Linked DNA regions of Ovis aries: all the other regions are linked to region 2. The links are chromatin contacts, called in public Hi-C maps. All regions are on one chromosome and are shown on one strand. Each heading gives the region's core, a stretch centred on a gene start, on an enhancer-like site or on the middle of the called end of the contact. The rest is flanking DNA. Distances are from core to core; before and after follow the strand shown. Region 1 holds the start of USP47 (ubiquitin specific peptidase 47). Region 2 has its middle 23 kb from the start of DKK3. Region 3 overlaps MICAL2 (microtubule associated monooxygenase, calponin and LIM domain containing 2).

Evidence for each region. A called contact is a pair of places that touch in the nucleus more often than the background predicts.
Region 1: a contact with region 2 is called in a Hi-C map of liver, with 2.4 times the contacts expected there. The contact joins the promoter of USP47 here to the enhancer-like site in region 2. A contact is called at or near these places in 2 of 16 Hi-C or Micro-C datasets (hypothalamus and liver).
Region 3: a contact with region 2 is called in a Hi-C map of liver, with 5 times the contacts expected there. The contact joins two enhancer-like sites. A contact is called at or near these places in 10 of 16 Hi-C or Micro-C datasets (blood, hypothalamus, liver and 4 more).

What each region holds. Positions count from the first base shown.
Region 1 is chr15:40,603,946-40,606,886 of ARS-UI_Ramb_v3.0, forward strand. USP47 (ubiquitin specific peptidase 47) reads right to left here and starts at 1,303. Exons shown (of 27, transcript XM_060399347.1): 1 at 1,092-1,303. The coding sequence starts at 1,130.
Region 2 is chr15:40,420,715-40,423,740 of ARS-UI_Ramb_v3.0, forward strand. No RefSeq gene overlaps it. Among named protein-coding and RNA genes, the nearest start is that of DKK3, 23 kb to the right of the region's middle. Within about 2 kb of position 1,662, at least 9 of the 54 cell types and tissues checked have an H3K27ac peak or open chromatin away from gene starts, as enhancers often do. A contact at or near this core is called in hypothalamus and liver, where this site is marked.
Region 3 is chr15:40,243,385-40,246,533 of ARS-UI_Ramb_v3.0, forward strand. The region is part of intron 15 of MICAL2 (microtubule associated monooxygenase, calponin and LIM domain containing 2); the gene reads right to left. Among named protein-coding and RNA genes, the nearest start is that of TRNAV-CAC, 110 kb to the right of the region's middle. Within about 2 kb of position 1,492, at least 17 of the 54 cell types and tissues checked have an H3K27ac peak or open chromatin away from gene starts, as enhancers often do. A contact at or near this core is called in liver, where this site is marked.

The DNA.
Region 1 (2,941 bases), core at 53-2,552, 180 kb after region 2:
CTGATAAAGTTGGGAAAATATTCCTATCACTTATACACAACTCCAATAATACTTTTGCAGTGTCAGAGCTTGCTCAAGTAGCAACAAATAGCTACAAGCAACCAAAAAAGGCAAAAAAAAAAAAAAGAATTAAAAAATTTTAAGATCACCCACAACTATCAAGATCCGATATAGCTAATTTCAACCGACACTTGCATCTATTTGAGGTATACGAGAAATAAAAATCCAAAGCATTCGCCTGATGATCAGCCAGTTAAAAATACACATTTGGACACCCTGAAGATATTTATAAAGCCAACAGAGATACTATTAATATATTGAAATTCACTGGCCAGCGCTGGATTCTATCATTAATCTTCTCCTGCTATTCAAGAGAAGCCAAGAAGTCAAGCCTTCTCATATCACTTGCTTTTAAGAATGTAATAAGTCACCCAAACTGGCATACACAACCCAACTACAAAAAGTAGTTCAACTCTCCATATGGTAATGCTTCGCTACCTCTTACCTTTACTTGAAAGTCACATTTGCTACTTTTCAACGGTCTTCGGCAGGCCTCATTTAGGCAGGCCCATAGTACCAACCAAGTAAGAAACAGGAGTTCAAAAAAGTCCTAACAGTTAACTGCCCTCGCACAAAGCTCAAGTTGGGCGTAGATTTCACAAGCCCTGAGAGCTATGCCACTGTCAAAACCAGAAGCAGCACCGTCACCCTGTCGTGCACATCGGCCACTGTTGCAGAATTTTTTTCTTTGAAATTACCTCTCCACCTTGGCTCAATATATTAAATACTTAAGCTACCCTCTCCCCCTAGAGCAAGACCAGATTCCTTCCAGTCCACTCCGTTTATTGTCCAGCACCCCAAATCCAAGGGGAGAGGTCTCCGCTCCCTCGACCCCCGAGATCCAGCCCGGTTTCCCAGCTGCTCGCCGCACCCACCATGCACCACCCCCCAACCCCGCACCACACACCTCCTCCTTCCCCCACGGCCGGGCCAGCCCACGAGCTGGGCCCGCAGCCCGCCCCTCGCCCCCGGCCTGCGCTGCTCGCAGCGGCCGCAGGCCTCGGGCCTAGCCTCCTCCGCCGGCCCCTCACCTCCTTCGGGACCAGTTGGTTCTCCTCGCCGGGCACCATCGCTCAGACTCCCGGCCGCTCCTCTCCGCCCTGCCGGAGGAGGGGGAGGGTGGCGGCGCCTCTCTAGCTCAGGAGAAAAACGGCGGCGGAAGTCATCCTCTCCACCGCCGGCGCTCGGGCTATCGCGGAGGCCTCAACCTGGGCCTCAGACACCAACGCGCAGACACCGACCCAAGGCTCCGCCGCCGCCGCCGCCGTCGCCTTCGTCGTCGGCCCCTCCCCCCGCCGGCCGCAATCAATGGAAAAATGGCGGCGGCCGCTCTCGCGAGAATTCGGACTGTCGGGCTTCGATCCCGGCCCCTGGCGCCGAAGATACCCAGACAGCTGTCGTTCGCAGCTAATTACCTCGGCTCTCACTCGGCTTCGAGATGTATAAAATTGGTTGAGCGGCCAAGGAAACGCTTTTCGGAGAGGGATTCCAGACTGTCCATCTCGGGACTCCCTCTGCTGGCAGGGAAAGGACCAGGCCTCAGGTTCTCCATGCCTTTCAGGGCTCTTCGGACTCTCCGCCCACCGGGGAGAGACTCGACCCTAAAGCCTCACCTCTGGCCCTGCTACCAACACTGCTCGCCCTCCCTGTTAGAGGAGCTCCTGAACTCTTCCCCTCTTCACAGACCTCGGCCTCTGCCTGGAAGAGAAAGCATCACGGACTACCTCCCGGCCTCCGCCCTCAGACACGGTCCCAGCCAGAAAGGACTGCGTTTTCTTTCCCCCTTTCCCCACCCTCCCGAGGGCCCGGCTCGAGGGACCTCAAGTCTGGTCTCCTGCTTGGGGAGGGGACAAGTCCATAGCTCGAGAAAGAGGTATCACTTTCCCTCCAGCCCCCCTCCATCAGAGCTGCACTCTGCTGGGCCAGTTCGGGGAACTTCCTCCTCGGACAGGTTCAAGTCTGGGACTGAGATAGCTTCAGAGAGTGGGGCTGCAGTTTGGACCTAGGATCCTCTTTTAAAAATGTTTTTAAAGTACGTTAATCTCCTTTGGCAGTAAGCATTTGTACTGTTTTATAGGCAGCAAATTTTGCGATGGTTATTTTTCTAAATCCTGCTCATTCCTCAAACTTCCCTTATGAAAACCTGGTGGGATGTCCTTCTTGAAGACTTCCGTGGTACAGCGATGTTTTCGCACTCTGAGATAATATAATTCTGATACGTTCCTAACACCCACAGCTACCTGTCTAAACTGTGTGTGCTCTCCAAACGTTTTTTTTTTTTTTATTGCGCTTCTGTATTACAAAAAGTCTCTATACTTAGTAAGTTTAAACACGTCCTGTTGTATATGAGGTAAAGCCTTTTAAAAGTGTAAAAAGGATAAAGATGAAACAAACATTTAAAGTAGCTAAGTTAGTTTCTATATTAATTATCTTTTAAAAATCCGTGTTCTTTTCACTAAAAATATCTAGTGAAAGCAATATGATTGACTTAAGTCTCAGTGATTTTAAAAATCTGTAATACTTTATGAAACATTAAAATATGTGATTCAACGTTCAGGTTATTTCTGTACTTCAATTTAACGGCTGTCATAAGCTGAAGAAGATAACTCACAAAGATATGTAAATCCTAATGGAAGAAATACATCTTTGGCTGCTCTTACTAATGCAAGTATCCCTTTTTGTCACTTCCATCCACCAACCATGAAGTTTTTGTTTGAAACTCAGCTAGTAACTTTCTGTCTTCCCTGATGTCAGTCAGAAGATGTTGCATTTTTATATATTTTCAAAACTGTTTGGAATGCATTGCTTGGAAGATTTCTTCTAACAGGTTGGAAAATTCTGCCTTCAAGTTTTAGTATACATGTATAAGGTTTTTTGTTTT
Region 2 (3,026 bases), core at 412-2,911:
CCCACACCCTGAGCCTCCTTCCAGACTGGCTGGACTCCCACCCTTCCCCTACGAGTCCTTCTCAGATAAATCTCCCATCCTGAAGTGCCTTTTCTGTCAGGCCCTGTATCACTGGATGACATACCGCCCCATGAATTGCCCAAGAATTGTTTTCAAGTTGCTTCACGGCACTTATCTCGCCCTCCCACCTAGATTGCAATCTCCTTCTAGAATCAAGCCCTGTGCTCACTGTGAATAGCCGTGGAACCCGACGCAGGTCTTAACACAGTACAGACCAGTGATAAGGGCTTGTAGGTGAGTGGATACAAGTAGATGAAGTTGGGGTTGGGGTGGTCAAGCCATAAAACTGTGTGTCGGGCACTGCGCCCAGTGACTCACCAGCCCTACCTCATTTAATCCTCCAATAACCGTGGGAATTGGGTAATACTATCTCCATCTCATCGACGAGAAAACAGAGGATAAGGAAGGACACATGACTTCTCCAAGGCCACAAGACAAGCAAATGCCAGAGTCAGGATTTAACCCTAGGTTGGTCTGACTCCATTTCTCAGTTGCCTTGCAGCAACCATAGCAGTGGAAGGCAGCGTACTAAGAAGTCGAGAACTTTTTGAAATTCTAAAGAACATCCTATGTAGAAAAGAGTCCAAAGCAAGCACTAGATTAATGCTGTCCAGTAGAACTTTCTATTGATCTTACCTGGTGGCTCAGTGGTAAAGAATCTGCCTGCAATGCAGGAGACCCAAATTCAATCCTTGGGTTGGGAAGATCCCCTGGAGAGGGGCATGGCAACCTACTCCAGTATTCTTGCCTGGACAATCCCATGGACAGAGCAGCCAGTTGGGCTACAGTCCATGGCATCCCGAAGAGTCAGACGCGCCTGAAGTGACTGAGCGTGCATGCAGGACTTTCTACAAGGAGAGAAATGCTCGTTTCTGTGCTGTCTAATAGGATAGACACCAGCCGCGTGCGGCCACTGAGGACCTGAAAAGTGGCTAGTGTGACTATGGGACTGGATTTTAAATCTTACTTAGTTTTAACTGACTGAATTGTAAGCAGTGGCTGTGGCTAGTGGCTAGCATATTGGACAGTGTGTCTCTGGATCACTGCTTCCCAACCATGTTCACACCAAGTAAAGGCAGAAAATAATAATAATTCTACAGTGGGTGAGGTGCTTGTTACTGGGGACAACTGGCTCAAGGAGTCCTGCCCTCCTGGTCCCACCCAGCCGCCCCAAGAGTTATGACCCTGAGGGTCAATGTTTTCAGTGAACGCGGAACCCATTCCAGGCACAACGGCTCTTCATAATGAGGAGTTCCCGGTCAGCTCTAGCCTCCAAGCCTAGGACACCAAAGTCACTGTGATGAGAAACCTGGCGTAGGACACGCACGGGACCTTATCAGTCTTCACATGGTCTCTGACCCCTCCGTGCCCCACAGTTGGTGCCAGGCTCCGGGGTGAGGCTACCGCGCAAAGGGTGGCTCAGAGCCCAGCCTCACTGAGCACGGGGTGGCAGTGAGCCTTCCTGGCCCTCATGGTCAAGGAGCCTGCAGCCCCATGGTCATTAGGGAGCAGCACCCTGGGCACCGCCACAGAACCCGAGACAGGCTCTGGCCCAGTGAAGGGGAGCCCAGGGACCCAGAAACCTATCAGGCAGCACTTTGGCGCCATCTCCTGGGCAGATTGCAGAGTGTCTGTGGGCCGGGAGGAAGCGAGGCCGGGCCTCTGCTGACCATTGGTGGCTCTCAGAGACCTCGCAGGCCCCATCTGGTCACAGGCTGAGGGACAGCAATAGGGTCCACTCCCTTCCTGCTGGGGAAGGGCACCTTGGGGTGGAAGGGAGGGCGAGACCACAGCGCCGGGGAAAGGGGAAGGGAGACAGCTCAAGCATGACGTGAGGAAAGGGGAAGGGAGACAGCTCAAGCATGACGTGAGTTTGGAATGGGTACCTTCCGGAACCCAGGACCTCGTTCACACCTTCATCGCTAAACTGCCCCAGGCCGGGGATATACCAGGAGAGAGCAGACACGAGCTTGGCAGTGGCTGTGATGCAGTGGCTGCGGAAATAGGGTGAAGGGCAATGTCTGGACTGGTCTCTGAGGATGAGAAGGGTTGGCTGCACCCAGAGAAGGGGAAGGGAATGACTTTTTGGCAGAGGGAGCTGCCTGGGCATCAGGCCTGGAGGTGAGAAGGAGGGAGACCCTCTGGGGAAAGTGAAGTGGCTCCGGGTGGCCAGAAAGTGGAGTCTGTGTGTAGGGAAGGGGGCTGGGGTGAGGCTGAGGGAGCCGCAGGATCCAGATCACGCAGGGGCTTCTGAGTTTGAGTGGTTTTACCCATGACCCTGGAGCAGCTGGCAAGTACAGCGGAGAAGCTATATGGTTTAGATATGGGGCAGGGGTGGCGGGAGGAGAGAGGCCCAGGCTGGGAGACAGGACATTCTGCCGCTGACCAGTGCTGGGACCTGGGGCAACCTTCTTCTTCTCGCTTGGCAGCAGCTGCCTCCACAGAGAGGAGTTGACTGATGATGTCCATCACCTCTGGCTTAACCAGTCTGAGTCCCTGAGCACAGGAAGGGAGAGAGGAGTAGAGACAGCCATGCCCTGGGGAACAGCCGCTGCCCAGGAGGGTGTGGGTGGGGCTCTGCAGCCCTTCTCCGGTTCTGTGCAGCTGAATGAAGCCCACTGAGTCTTGAGTTCCTCAGCAAGGGAGCTGGGGGAAACAGCCCTCGTGGAGGGTCAGGCACACGGCTGAGCCTCAGAGGCTTATGGGGGAGGGGTCTCTTGTTCAGAGTTCAGCCTGACACAGTTTCTCCGTCATCTCCACCAAGGGGGTCCTTCTGTCTAGGTGCTGGGGGAAGTCTGGGGCTCTGTCTAGCGACAAAAACCTGAGGAGCCCACAGCCGATTTCTTTCTTTGTGTGTGTGTGTGTGTGTGTGTGTGTGTGTGGCATGTGAAATCTTAGTTCCCTAACTAGGGATCAAACCTGCGCCCCCTACATTGGAAGGTGAAGTCTTAACCACTGGACCACCA
Region 3 (3,149 bases), core at 242-2,741, 180 kb before region 2:
AGACCAAACACTTTGACTATGTCTGTTGTATGTATTGCGATTGAAGAGGCCGTAAATCCAGGCATTACCTATGTGCGGTCAGATGAGAAAAGCATAGACAGGTAGTGTGTGCGTGTGTATATACACACCCATGTGCACACACAGGATAGAGATCACATATGTGTGTTCAGATTTCACCTGTGAGTATGGTGACAAGCATGTGTACACACCCACATGCACACACAGGACAGAGACCACATATGTGTGAGCACGGAGACAAGAGCTCTGGGTCTCCAGGAGCTGCCCCACACCACTGGGCTGCTAGATGCTGATCGGGACAGAGGCAGATCTGCAGAAGCGGACCAAGGGCCTTTTAGGAGAAAGCAGAATCCGCTACTCTTCTCCTTCTCCCCAGGTGTGGGCCATCCAGTCTTCAGAGACAACCAGCCCCGGGGGGTTACCACTCACCAGAGGTACAGCCCTCTTCACACTGGATGGGAAAGTCATTCTCTCTAAAATAAGTTCCTGGATGGAGCAAAAGCCTTTGGTTTTGCCCAAAGTTGTTGTCTTTTGCTGGAATTTGGATATTATCAGGAAAACAAGATTAGGGAGGAAAGAAGAATTTAACACCAACATCAAAAACCAGGAGGGAGGGAGAGTGTTAGCCTGGCTCAGGAGAGAAACAAAGAGCCCATTTCAGATTAAGACACCACATGTGAACAAACGTGGGCTGCTCAATCCCTGTATCAAGATGCTCCTCTGAAGTTAGCAAGGAGCAAGGATGGGCAGGGAGGGATGAGGGTGGGGGAGGGGAATACAGATGCACCTTTACATACAGATTGTGTGTTTGAGCCCTGGTGTAGAAAATCTCGCAAGAACAGCCTAGCCTGCATCTCCAGTCTGTAAGGACACATGAACCAGGGCAGTGAAGACAGCGTGTTTAATTGCACTGACATCTTCTGGGTGTAACTGTGGGGGAGCCCCATGTGTAGGTACAGTATTCAGTCATCTGTGTAGACCTCCGCTGTGTGTTCAGCGGCAACCTGGAGTGGACTCAGTACCCCTGGCTTGTGAGACATAAGACCAAAGAGCATTGCAAACAGATATCTCCAAGCCAAAAGAGGATCCAGACCTATGACACAAGATAAAAAGGGGAGAAGGTACTTTGCATGTGGCCTGACCATTGCACTGGAGTTGAATGGCAGACAGTATACACTGGGGTGTTTCAGTACCAGGGCAGAATGTGACTCAGTGGCCTTATAAACCCACCAACCCCCATAGAGGAAGCATTCAATCAGTTTGAGGAGAAAGGGCGGGACAACAAATACCTGCAGCAGGCACTTACTTCAATGACCTGACCTCCCTACCTATCTGAGGAGCAGGACAAACTTCAGATGTTAAATGGGGCCGTGGGAGGGAATCAGATGTGTGGATTTCAACTGCTCTCAAGATGCATGCACAGCCAAGGAGCACACCCTGGACATGGGCCAAAACCAGCCAGGGCTGGGCCAGGCAGAGCCCACGCATCCCCACTGCATTTGCGCCCAGAGCCAGGGCAAAGTGGAGCAAGGCTCCAGCAAGCCCTCGGAGAGCCTGGCTGACAGCCGACTTTTGACCATTCCCACCTCCTGAGCCAGAGCTGGCCAGGCTGTTTCAATTCGGTCACTCTGTAAACAGAGGTGTGGTGACTGAAAGGTTTAAACATTCCTCTCCAGTTCCCAGTTGTGGGCTAAGTGGTGGGAGAAATCGGGTGAACAGAGAAGAGTGGCAAGTGTCTGGCTCAGAGAGCTTCCAGAGAGACTGCACTGGCTTGTCTGGGATGGAGTAGCCCAAAGTGGGGGTCCTCGGTCATCAGAGGAAAAGCGGCTGGGCTGGGCTGGGGCAAGCTGATGACTGGGCTCCAGAAAACATCTTTCACTCAGTGAGATGTTTGGTGGGTTACAGTGCCTCCCACAGAGCCTCTGAGTGGGGTGGCTTGGGGAGCGGAGGGGGACAGACCAGTGGGGTACAGCTGCTCTGCTTACACCTGAGCTGACCTGCTCACCCTGCTTCCCCAGACCCAACTTGTCCCCTCCTACAAACAGGGCCTGCAGAGGACTAAGTACCGGCTCCTGCAGTCAGCACAGCCACTGCTACATTCCAGGGAGCACAGCCTGCAGTGGAAAAAGTGACCACTGATCACACAGCCCAGGGAAAGAGAGGAGGCCACACGACCCAAGCTCCACCCTGGGCAGAGGGGCCGGCAGGACAAGGCGTGACTGGCCAGCAGTTAAGAGCCTGTCGGCGATCCAGAGACACGGAGACGCGCGCAGAGGCCTGCGGTCCTCTGCTGAGTGAGGGTGGGGGAAGGTAAGCTCAGCGCACACCCTTGCAGCCTAATGTCTCTGAGTCTCCATGTTTTATCTATAAAATGGGCATGTCAATCAAAGCAACTTGTATTATACCTTCCATGGATATGCGGCCATTCATGTAAAATTATAATTTCTTGGACTCCCTGGTGGTACAGTGGAGAAGAGTCTGCCTACCAGTGTAGGAGACATAGGTTCGACCCCTGGTCTGGGGAGATTCCACATGCTGCAGAGCAGCTAAGCCTGTGCCCCACAGCTACTGAGTCCTCACGGTCTAGAGTCCATGCTCCGCAACAAGAGGAGCCCGAGGGCCACGACAAACAGCACCACAGCCCCGCTCTCCGCAGCTGAGAAGGTCCGTGGGCAGTGATGACGACGCAGCACAACCCAAATGAGACAAATACCTTTGAAAAACTGTAATTTCTCACTAGGCCGGCGGGTTTCCAAACTATGTACCAAGGCACCCCCAAGGGACCATAGTGAATTCACAGAGGAGCTGCAGGATATTTTAAATTTTCTAGGGAAGCATAGTGATGCTTGTCACATACCTTGCAAAACACGCCTACCAAGTTATTATATTTGGATGTAAATACTTAACAAACGAAACTTTTAGGTATTTCTTTTGATCTGGGAGCAGTGTGAAAAAAGTGACTAAGACGTGAAAGGTGCCGCTGAGTCAGGAAAGTTTGGGAACCTCTTTATTAGGCTCTGAACTCCTCAAAGGCAACGGCCCACTTATTAATCATCTCTGTATATCTGTTCCCCTCAAAAACTAACAAAACTTTCAGCTTTAAAGTTGGCATGAAGTAGGGCCCAATAGAC